2 separate regions of the Mus musculus genome follow, and region 1 is linked to region 2. Evidence: chromatin contacts called from public promoter capture Hi-C data. All regions are on one chromosome and are shown on one strand. Each heading gives the region's core, a stretch centred on a gene start, on an enhancer-like site or on the middle of the called end of the contact. The rest is flanking DNA. Distances are from core to core; before and after follow the strand shown.

The links. Capture Hi-C pulls out chosen DNA fragments and counts their contacts.
Region 1: a contact with region 2 is called in a promoter capture Hi-C map of liver, with 1.8 times the contacts expected there. The contact joins two enhancer-like sites. A contact is called at or near these places in 2 of 39 promoter capture datasets (both in embryonic stem cells), 5 of 15 datasets of contacts at CTCF or cohesin (the NIH/3T3 cell line, embryonic stem cells, large pre-B cells and 1 more), 143 of 484 Hi-C or Micro-C datasets (the 63-12 cell line, the AML12 cell line, B cells and 80 more), 19 of 115 datasets of contacts at active chromatin or transcription factors (CD4 single positive thymocytes, the HPC-7 cell line, VIP interneurons and 10 more) and 3 of 9 other capture datasets (adipose tissue, liver and pancreatic islet).

Annotation. Positions count from the first base shown.
Region 1 is chr17:28,047,330-28,051,756 of GRCm38.p6, reverse strand. It overlaps Anks1 (ankyrin repeat and SAM domain containing 1), which reads right to left. Exons shown (of 25, transcript NM_181413.4): 15 at 1,093-1,191; 16 at 108-260; 17 at 1-32. Among named protein-coding and RNA genes, the nearest start is that of Tcp11, 31 kb to the left of the region's middle. Within about 2 kb of position 1,351, at least 5 of the 459 cell types and tissues checked have an H3K27ac peak or open chromatin away from gene starts, as enhancers often do. A contact at or near this core is called in liver, where this site is marked.
Region 2 is chr17:27,967,973-27,972,407 of GRCm38.p6, reverse strand. The region is part of intron 1 of Anks1 (ankyrin repeat and SAM domain containing 1); the gene reads right to left. Among named protein-coding and RNA genes, the nearest start is that of Gm35290, 37 kb to the left of the region's middle. Within about 2 kb of position 2,922, at least 32 of the 459 cell types and tissues checked have an H3K27ac peak or open chromatin away from gene starts, as enhancers often do. A contact at or near this core is called in liver, where this site is marked.

The DNA of each region.
Region 1 (4,427 bases), core at 102-2,601, 81 kb before region 2:
TTGCGGTGGCCCAGCAGGTGAACTTTCAGGACCTACAGAGGGGCAGAGGAGCAGTCAGTGGGTGGGGTGGGGCGGGACAGGGCCCCCGGCCTCCCAGGGACACTCACATTGACAAGCTCTAGCTCCCAGAGGTTCTTCACAGTGTCGATGGAGCTGTAGCCACTGGACAGGAAAGAGTGGACATAGTCCTGCAGCCCCAGCGAGTCCAGCCATGAGGGCACTGAGGTGGGGCTGACCCCGTCATAGCCAAGGGCCTTCACCTGTGGTGCGAGGAGGCAGGGAAAGCATCCCTGAGTCACAGGGAAAGAACTACCCTGTGCCTTCCCTTGGCACACCACCACTCTGGGATGCAGAGGCTGCTGGGTGTGGGCAAGGAGGTGCTGGTAGGTGAGGAAGACGGGGAGGAGGGGTGAGGATGCTTCTCCTTGAGCTAGCTCCAAGAGTCACTTCCTGAGCTCTGGTGAAAGGACTAAGGGCATGCTGGCCATGACAGTGACAGTCAGGGGTGGTGACTGTGGTCTCAGAGAATGCTCCTCTAGGGCTTCTCTGGGGTCAAGGTAGGCCAGCCTGTCCTCTAATGAGTTAAGAGACTCCAGAGGCGGCTCGAGTGACAGGCCAAGCCCTTGGAATTAGCTCTGTGCCAAGAGGATCCCAGAACCTCCTCAGTTGGCCAGACAAGGCCCTCACTTCCCTGAAGCCCTGCTACCCTCCAAGGGCCTGAGAGCTTTACAGAGAAGCAGGAAGACCCTGGGCCTGCTGGGCTCTGATGAGGGAAGAGACAGGATGAGATCTGCACGTCTCAGAGCCAGGCTCCTTTTCGGCTTTGGGTCTAGGCCAGCGGTTCTCAACCTTTCTAATGTTGCGTGTGACCCTTTAATCTAGTTCCTCATGGTGTGGTGACACTCAACCCTAGAATTATTTTTGTTGCTACTTCATAACTGTAATTTTGCTACTGTTGTAAACTGTAAATTTCTAACATGCAGGATATCTGATATGTTAGATATGACCCCTGTGACCCCAAAGGGGTTGTAGCCCACAGGTTGAGAACCTCTGGTCCATGGGGTCAGGAGGGCCAAGGCCTGGAGTGGTCACCTTGGGCAAGGAGCGTGCAGCCTGCAGCAGCTTCCGCCGGTGCTGTGGGTCACTGATGCCAATCTCCCTCAGGTCCTGCTCTTCCATCACATTAGACCCCTGAGAAAGAGAGGATGTTAGGTCTTTCCTACACGAGGCCTGGTGTCCAGTCAGGTCAGCCTGCCGTGATGCCACAGCAAATGTTTCTCCATCACAGCCACTAAGAGAAGGCAGAACACTGGACGCCCTGGCCAGCAGCCAGAGTAAGCTGTTGGCAAACCTGCCCATGCCCGGAACGCATGGTACTGTGCTCCCCACAGACACACCTTAGCCTGGGGGAGGGACAGATGCTGCAGGAATCAGACAGGACTATTGAAACAGGGCTCACTGCTGGAGGAAGGGGTCCAGGCTAAGCTTTACTCAGCATTCTCGCTGCCTCGCCACTATCTGAACAGAGCAGCCGAGGGTAGAGAAGCTACAGAACCCGAGTCCCACAGGGACAGTGGGGACAGCTGGCAGGCCACATGCCTGCTTCCCAAGTGCACCACACTTGTTAGCCTCTCTGTTAATCTTGGTCACACAGACGGAAAAACTGAGGCACCTGGCCATCAGAATGTTCCAGAATGTATATATGTAGTAGCAGAATTTAGATCTGAACTAAAGCAGTGTGACTCCACCTGCAGGCCTCAGGGCTGACTGACTCCACACCTGTAGCCCTCAAGGCTGTCTCACTGTAACAACCATGAGAAACAATTGTATTTTTTTGTTTTGTTTTGAGACAGGTTTCTCTCACTGGTACTTCTGGCCTAGAACTCAGAGATCCTCCTGCCTCTGCCTCCCAAGGGCTGGGAATTAAAGGTGTGTGCCATCATGTCCAGTTGTGAGAGTAAATTTTATGGAGTCAAAGCTCATCTTGAAATCTGTGTGTCTTGTACATGCAGTACCGGAAGAAGTGCCATGTGGGTGCTGGGAACTGAACTCTGGTCCTCTGCAAGAGCAGTCAGTGCTCCTAACACTGAGCCGGCTCTCCAGGGCTCATCCTGAAGTCTGATCTTTCTTTTCCCCTCCCTGTGAAGGGGTTACAGGTGTGTAACCCCACGCTGGGCCAGATTAAACACAAGCATTGCACCTGCTAGGCCAGAGATGCACAGGGCACCATTTGTGTAAAGGATATGGGCACATGTCTCAAAGTCAGTGCGGGCACCCCACATTGGCAGGAGCTTTGTGAGCAGTAGCCAGCCCATGGCTGCTGTCTCAGGACACCATTCTCATTGGAATGAGAGCTTCATGTCCCGGGCAAGGCATCTATGTGGGGGTCCCTGCTCCATGTTCTGCATGATTTGCACACACAAAGCCCTTTGGTTACTCTCTACCAGGCCTTCCCTGCTTGCCTTTTTGTGTCTTCTTCAGTGAGGAAATAGACCTTTCTCTGTGAGCAGGTTAGTTCAGCTACTTCTCTTTGGCTGCAGGACACACTCCCTGCCCACCATGCACAAATCCCGGGGCCAGCTTCTAGGTGATGTACATATTTCTGTAGTTGATCTGGTAGCTGTCCTTATGGCTCCGCCTGATGACCTTGTTAGCTCTGTCAAGCCCTTCCTTTCACACGCTGAAAGCACTGGGGTCCCACGGGGCATCTCGGGATGCCAGGCTTGGCAAGCCCTTCTAGAGTTATTCTTTAAGCACTGGCATTTTCCTTTGTATATAGTGATGTTCTCAAACCAGCTTTCTTCTCTTCCAGGTAGAAGCTGTTTGTTTCTTTAGTGAGCTGTCTTTCCTACCAACCTGGAATTACATCTGTAGGTCTGGAGTGGCTGCTTCTGGACCTCTTTCTGGATTCTTTCTACCCCACCTTGTACTTAGATGTGCTAAGTAGCTTGGGTCATTGAATGCTGACTATGACCTGGTGGCCCCACCTTTGCCTCTTTAGCTCCTTTGTCCTGGGTATGGGAAAAATATCCTACAGAGGACACCACCAGCCAAAGCTTAAAGAGCTCAGTGGCTCTTGCAGCTGCTTTTCCTGGCCTGTAGAGTGCACCCCTGCCCACCACACACAAGCCCAGACACTGCCCCCACAGGAAGGAGACAGCGTTTGCATCTTGCTGCCCCAACAGACCCTATCCTGACTCAGCTTGCAACCTTTTCCACAATGGCTTACACCTCGATTCCTTACAAAGCTCAGCACCATTCAAGGTCACCAACAGTGGTTACGCGGCATGGGTTTTGGGTCTGTGCTGGTACTTCAAACACCAATGGCTGAGATCCATTGCTATTGGACAGAGGGCTGACTGCATAGAAGCTTAGGTGCTGAACACTCAGACTCTTCTCTAAACAATACATTGTAACAACTGGTTGTCTAGTAGTTATGGGAGGAGGGAACTGGGTGGGGATGGAGAGCTTCGGGAGAGGTGGGGCTCAGCTGGGCGGGCAGCAGTGGGCAAAGACTGGAGGCTGCCACTGGGAACAGCACCAGTCTCCGTCTGTATGTGTCACAGGTCTCAGCCCTGTGTTCCTGAGATCAGCTGGACCTAGGGACCAGTCTATCTCAGCCTCATGTGCCTTCACCATGGGATAAATGACATTTCACAAGGACCGAGGCAGCCAGGCCCCTTGCCCAGGTGAACTAGTTCTTGAGCTGTCAGTCGGTGGCGGCTGCCTTGCTGAGAGGCCTGGGGAGGGTCAGAGACATGGGGGCTGTAGGAGAGGGTTGAGGTGTGTGTGGGGTATCGAGCTCATTTAGAATTGTACTTGGCAAGCATGGAGTATGACCTGAGCTCTCCAGCCTTAGGGTCTCTAGGAGCTCCCGCTGTACACAGCAAGCAGGAAAGGCTTGTTCTGGCTTCCACCAGTTCCTTGACCCCAAAGAGGGACCCAATAGGAGGCACAGTCTGGGTAACTGCTTGGCTTCCATCCTTTTGGCTGAGATCAACTGCATGATGGGAATGAGACCCCGGCAGCAGGTTACTCAGGGAGGGAGGAGGGAGCTGACTCACGCCAGGGCTGAGTGTCAGTGTTCACTAGAGCCCTAACAGAAAGACCAGAGCAGGGAGTGCCTCTCCTCTGCCACTTCTGTCTCTCGGTGTGGCTGGCGTTCACTTAGTGCTGCCCACTCCACACTAGGAAAATGTTTTCCTGAGTTCAAAATTGACACAGGCTTATTCCAGAACATTTTGAAGTGAAGGAGGCACAAAGTGTGAAGGTCGTCACCTGCTTGCCCGGTCCCTGGGTGGGGTACACCAGCATCTTCCTTTGCCTTTGGCTTCAAGACAGGGTAAGTTTTTCAGAATTAATCGCTGTTGCTGTTATTTTGTGTGGTTCTGTTTTTGAGACGGGAACTCACTATGCTCACTATGGGT
Region 2 (4,435 bases), core at 1,673-4,172:
TTATAATGTGTGTCACCACACCCAGCTTCTGTGTGGGCGCTGGGTACTGAATACAGGGCCTCATGATTGCACAGCCAAACATTTTACTGACCTGAGCCATCTCCTTAGCCCCTTGATGAGCTAGTCCTGAAAGGTAGAAAGTCGATACAGCCAAAAAGACGACAGGGTATACCTGTTATGTCTGATTTTCTGCCTATCAGATCAACAGAGTAGAATGAGATTATCAAGTGTTTGTGAAGGCAAACACACCACTGTTGTGGTGGTATGAACATGCTAGGCCCAGGGAGTGGCACTGTTAGGAGGTGTGTCCTTGTTGAAGTAGGTGTGTCTCTGTGGGGTGTGGACTTTAAGACCCTCACCTTAGCTGCCTGGAAGCCAGTATTCTGCTAGCAGTCTTCAGATGAAGATGTAGAGCTCTCAGCTCCTCCTGCACCATGCCTGCCTGGATGCTGCCATGCTCCTACATTGATGATAACGGACTAAACCTCTGAATCTGTAAGCCAGCCCCAATTAAATGTTGTCCTTATAAGAGTTGCCTTGGTCATGGTGTCTGTTCACAGAAGTAAAACCCCAAGTAGGACAACTGGTATAAGTTTAAGTTAGTAAGGTCCTTTGGGAAGACAATTTGGCAGCATTTATCAAAACCAAAAATAGCATTCACTTTGAGCCAGCAACTCCACTTCCAGGCAACCGTCCAATGGAAACATTTGCACATGCGCACAGATTTACTAGCAGAGGAAGAGTCTACATGCCCAAGCACATCGTAGGCAAGCAGTGGGGATGCCAGTACATCCATCCACAAAACGAAATACGACACAGCCAGTAACGATGCAGAGAGGAAAGCTGGGCCCCTATGCTCTGACATGAGCGCAGTGAGCTGAAAGCACGTGAGAGGTGGACCTCGCTGAAATATGTGTGTCCCGTCTTAGAAATGCACAGGACACACATGCTCTGAGAGTGTGTGAGCGCAGACAAATGCTCACCAGGAACTGCTCTTAGTGGTGACCTGGAGACACTGCAGAGTGCTGAGCACTGCCTCCATGCCTCCAGTGACCATAGCACTCAGAATGAAGGCAGCCACACTGTGCTCTCACATCAGGGCTTTTACGGGAAGAACGGACATAGGGAGGCAGAGGTGTTCCTAACAGCCTGCTGGGTGCCTGAGCAGCCATGGAAACAACCTGCAGAGAAGAACCCTAGGTGAGGGAGAAAGCGCCTGCACACTGCACCTGAGACAATGCTAACATAAACAGGAGGATGCGGCTGACTGCGAGGAAACAAGCTGATCTAAAGATGGGCAAAGGACAGGGAAACGTCTTTACAGATAGAGCCTCACACTGCTCAGAATGACCTGAACCCCCGACCACTCCGCTTCTGCCTCCCACCCACTTGAAGCTGGGATACCGGGCTATTTTATTCTTACAAATGGTCAATGGGGAGATGAAAAACTACCCTGTGTCACTAAGTCTTAAGGAAATGCAAACTCAAACCTACTTGACTTTACTGCGTGTCTGTCAGAACAGTCACTGCAAAAGAGACGAAAGGTAGGAGCTGTTAAGGGCGTCAAGCACGGCCTCGACACTGCTGTTGGGAATGTGAACTCAGCCTCACAGAAAGCAACACGGGTGTGCCATGATCCAGCAACCACTACCTTGTACAAACATCTACCCAAAGCAATGACCGGAGAGCGTTGAGCATGCCCACACTTAGGACTGTGTTATAGTAGCTAATCGGCAGGAGGGTCCTTTAACTGGTGAGCAGGAAAAGAAAGTAGACTATTACTCACTCTTGAAAAGGAAGGGAAATCCCATCATTTGCAACAGAAGAAACGAATCTGGAGGACCATTCACTGAAAGCAATGTGCCAGGCACAAGCACTGAACAGATCCACTCAGATGCAGTGTCTGAAGTGTTACTGGGAGGGAGGAGCTTTGTGAGTCCTTCTACAACACGTACATTTCGAGACACTGGAAATGCACTTCATACTTCCACGTGCTCCATACTTGGCAGTTAAGTGAGTTAACAGGAAATGGAAAGTGTGAGACATCTGTGATTTGACACTGGTGTCATTGACAAACAAGGTGAAGAAGGCCAGACAGTAAGCCTGAAGCACATGCTGACCCTGTCCACCATGAAGCCTTGATCCCTCTACTCCTCCCATTTCCAAAACCAGCTTGCCTAAGTGTACTTGATGATAACAGGAGGATGGAAAGGAAATGACGTGGAAAATCAAGGAGAGAGGGGGGCTCCTACAAGGGAGTCTAGTATAAAACATCCCATTAGCATCTAAAAGCGAGTCACAAGCCAGGTCAATGAGAGACTGGAAGCAACAGTTAGGCAGCGCTTGGCACCCCTTCAGAGTGCTTTTGGTTCTTACAGAAATGCCATAAGGGAGATGGGAAGTAGCATGAAGCAGCCTTGCTAGCTCAGCAACCCAACAGGCGCTGTCTACCTCCTACAATACCAAGGGCAACAGCCCCCAGCAGGACTGCAGCGGTGATTACACCAGCATCACACTCCCTCAAAACCCCAGCAGTTGACAAGGACATGGCGCACCCCCAGCCTCCCCAGCCATTTTTCTCTGACCTAAAGATTTTGGGGTCCAGGGAACAGACCAAGCAAATGAACTCCACTAGATCATAGACCTATAATCTCCCTGTTTGGATTTTAGCTCTGGACAGGATGGCAGCCACATCCTCTCCACCCAACGCTCTTCCTTTTTGGCAGCTCAAGAAAAGAGCTATTTACAAATCCTGGTCTTCCTCCCTGCGGCTGTCCTCAAGCAGCAAGTCCTGAAGGCTGCTCACCCACAAACACAGCGAGTCTAATGGAGGTGGGGGCGGGGCTCTAAGACAGTCCAGAACATTCCTATACATAGTTTCGGGAGGTTCTGCTAAGCCGCACTTCCTGCCCTGACCAGCAGGATAAACCTAAGCTGACTCTCTGCAACCTTGGAGCAGTCTAGCATATTAGCATCCTTGGGACAGCTTTAGGATTAGGTTAGGGGTCTAGGCTCTGTCCACAGCAGCTGCTCCTACTACGCGGCAGGCACGCTATTTGAACCACTTGCTCACATGGTGGCTTCAAGACTTTCATCACTCAACATTTCCAGAAACTTGAGCCAGATTCACAACCTACTGTGTATCAAAGCCGTTTGCTGTTGAAGCAGCCTTCTCCTATGCCACGGAAGCACCTACATTTAGACAGGGCCTCTGAAAACCTTGAAGATGGCAAGGGAGTACAGGAAGGCGTGGACCATCTCTGGCTCTGAACCTCACCTCGGAGCTTCTTCGCCCTTGTTTCCCACAGCACAGTCACACCTGCAAGCTGAGCAGGGTCTGCAGGGCAGATTGGACTGGATTGGACTTTGTGAACACAACACATCACATTTGGTGAGTGAGGTCTGCCCAGCAAGTCCTGGTCAGGGGGCTGCTCACATGTGTTAACATGTGAAGCATGGCCCTGCACAGAAGGCATGCTAGGAGCTGGAAAGGTCCTTATGAAAGTCTTCATTTAGTGTGAACATGAGTGCATGCATGCACAGGCTCACGTACTTGGTTACACACAGGGAGACCAGAGTCCCAGAGCAGGTCTTCCTCTCTTGCTCTTCATATGGATTGGACCAGGGATTTACGGGTTCAGTTGGGCTGTTTGGCCAGTGAGTCCCTAGGGCCTGTCTTCGCACCCCAGGTTCCAGGTGTGCACCACCACTCCCAGATTTGATGTGATGCTGGGGACTGGAACTCAGGTCCCTGTCCTTGCACACAAGGGTTTTACCCACTGGGTCATCTTCCTAGAAGAAGCCTTCATCTCCAAGGGGCGGATCCTGCCCCATGGCCCACTTGGCCTTCCACAACCAACAGGAAGCTGCCAGATTAGTTTTCGGAGACACAATGACTCCAGTCAGGAGCTGCAGATCTGGGGGGTTTCTGCCCTGTACCAAGATACAGAGTATCTCTGACAAGCTCTCCTAGCCTCTGCACAGTGTCCAATCAGCTTCTTAGCCTTAGATGTACACAGTTACAAATGACAGACAGGGATCCTGGGCACCAAGGAAAGCTTGGGTATGGGAAGGCAACACTAAACACAGAAGCAACTCCTGAGGTGACCTCACTCTCAGCCTGGCCTCTCCAGGAGACACATTACTCTCAATGCTCAAACCATACAGTGCTTTTAGACACCCAAGATCTCAAACTTGACCCCCACGCCTTCTCAGGAAGAACACTGGAGGACACACTGTTCTACAGAACACGTGGGCGGTGAGAAAAGGGAAGATGGGTGGCCGGGAAAGCAGGCCCAGGGACTCAGCCGGCTGGGGAATATCTGCAGGACACAGTGACATCAATCTGCCTGGGACGCAGGGAAACTCTTAAGGGATTTAACAAGTATAGCCGTGGTTTTAGAAGTAAATTCAGAAAACCAAGAGGTCATTAATA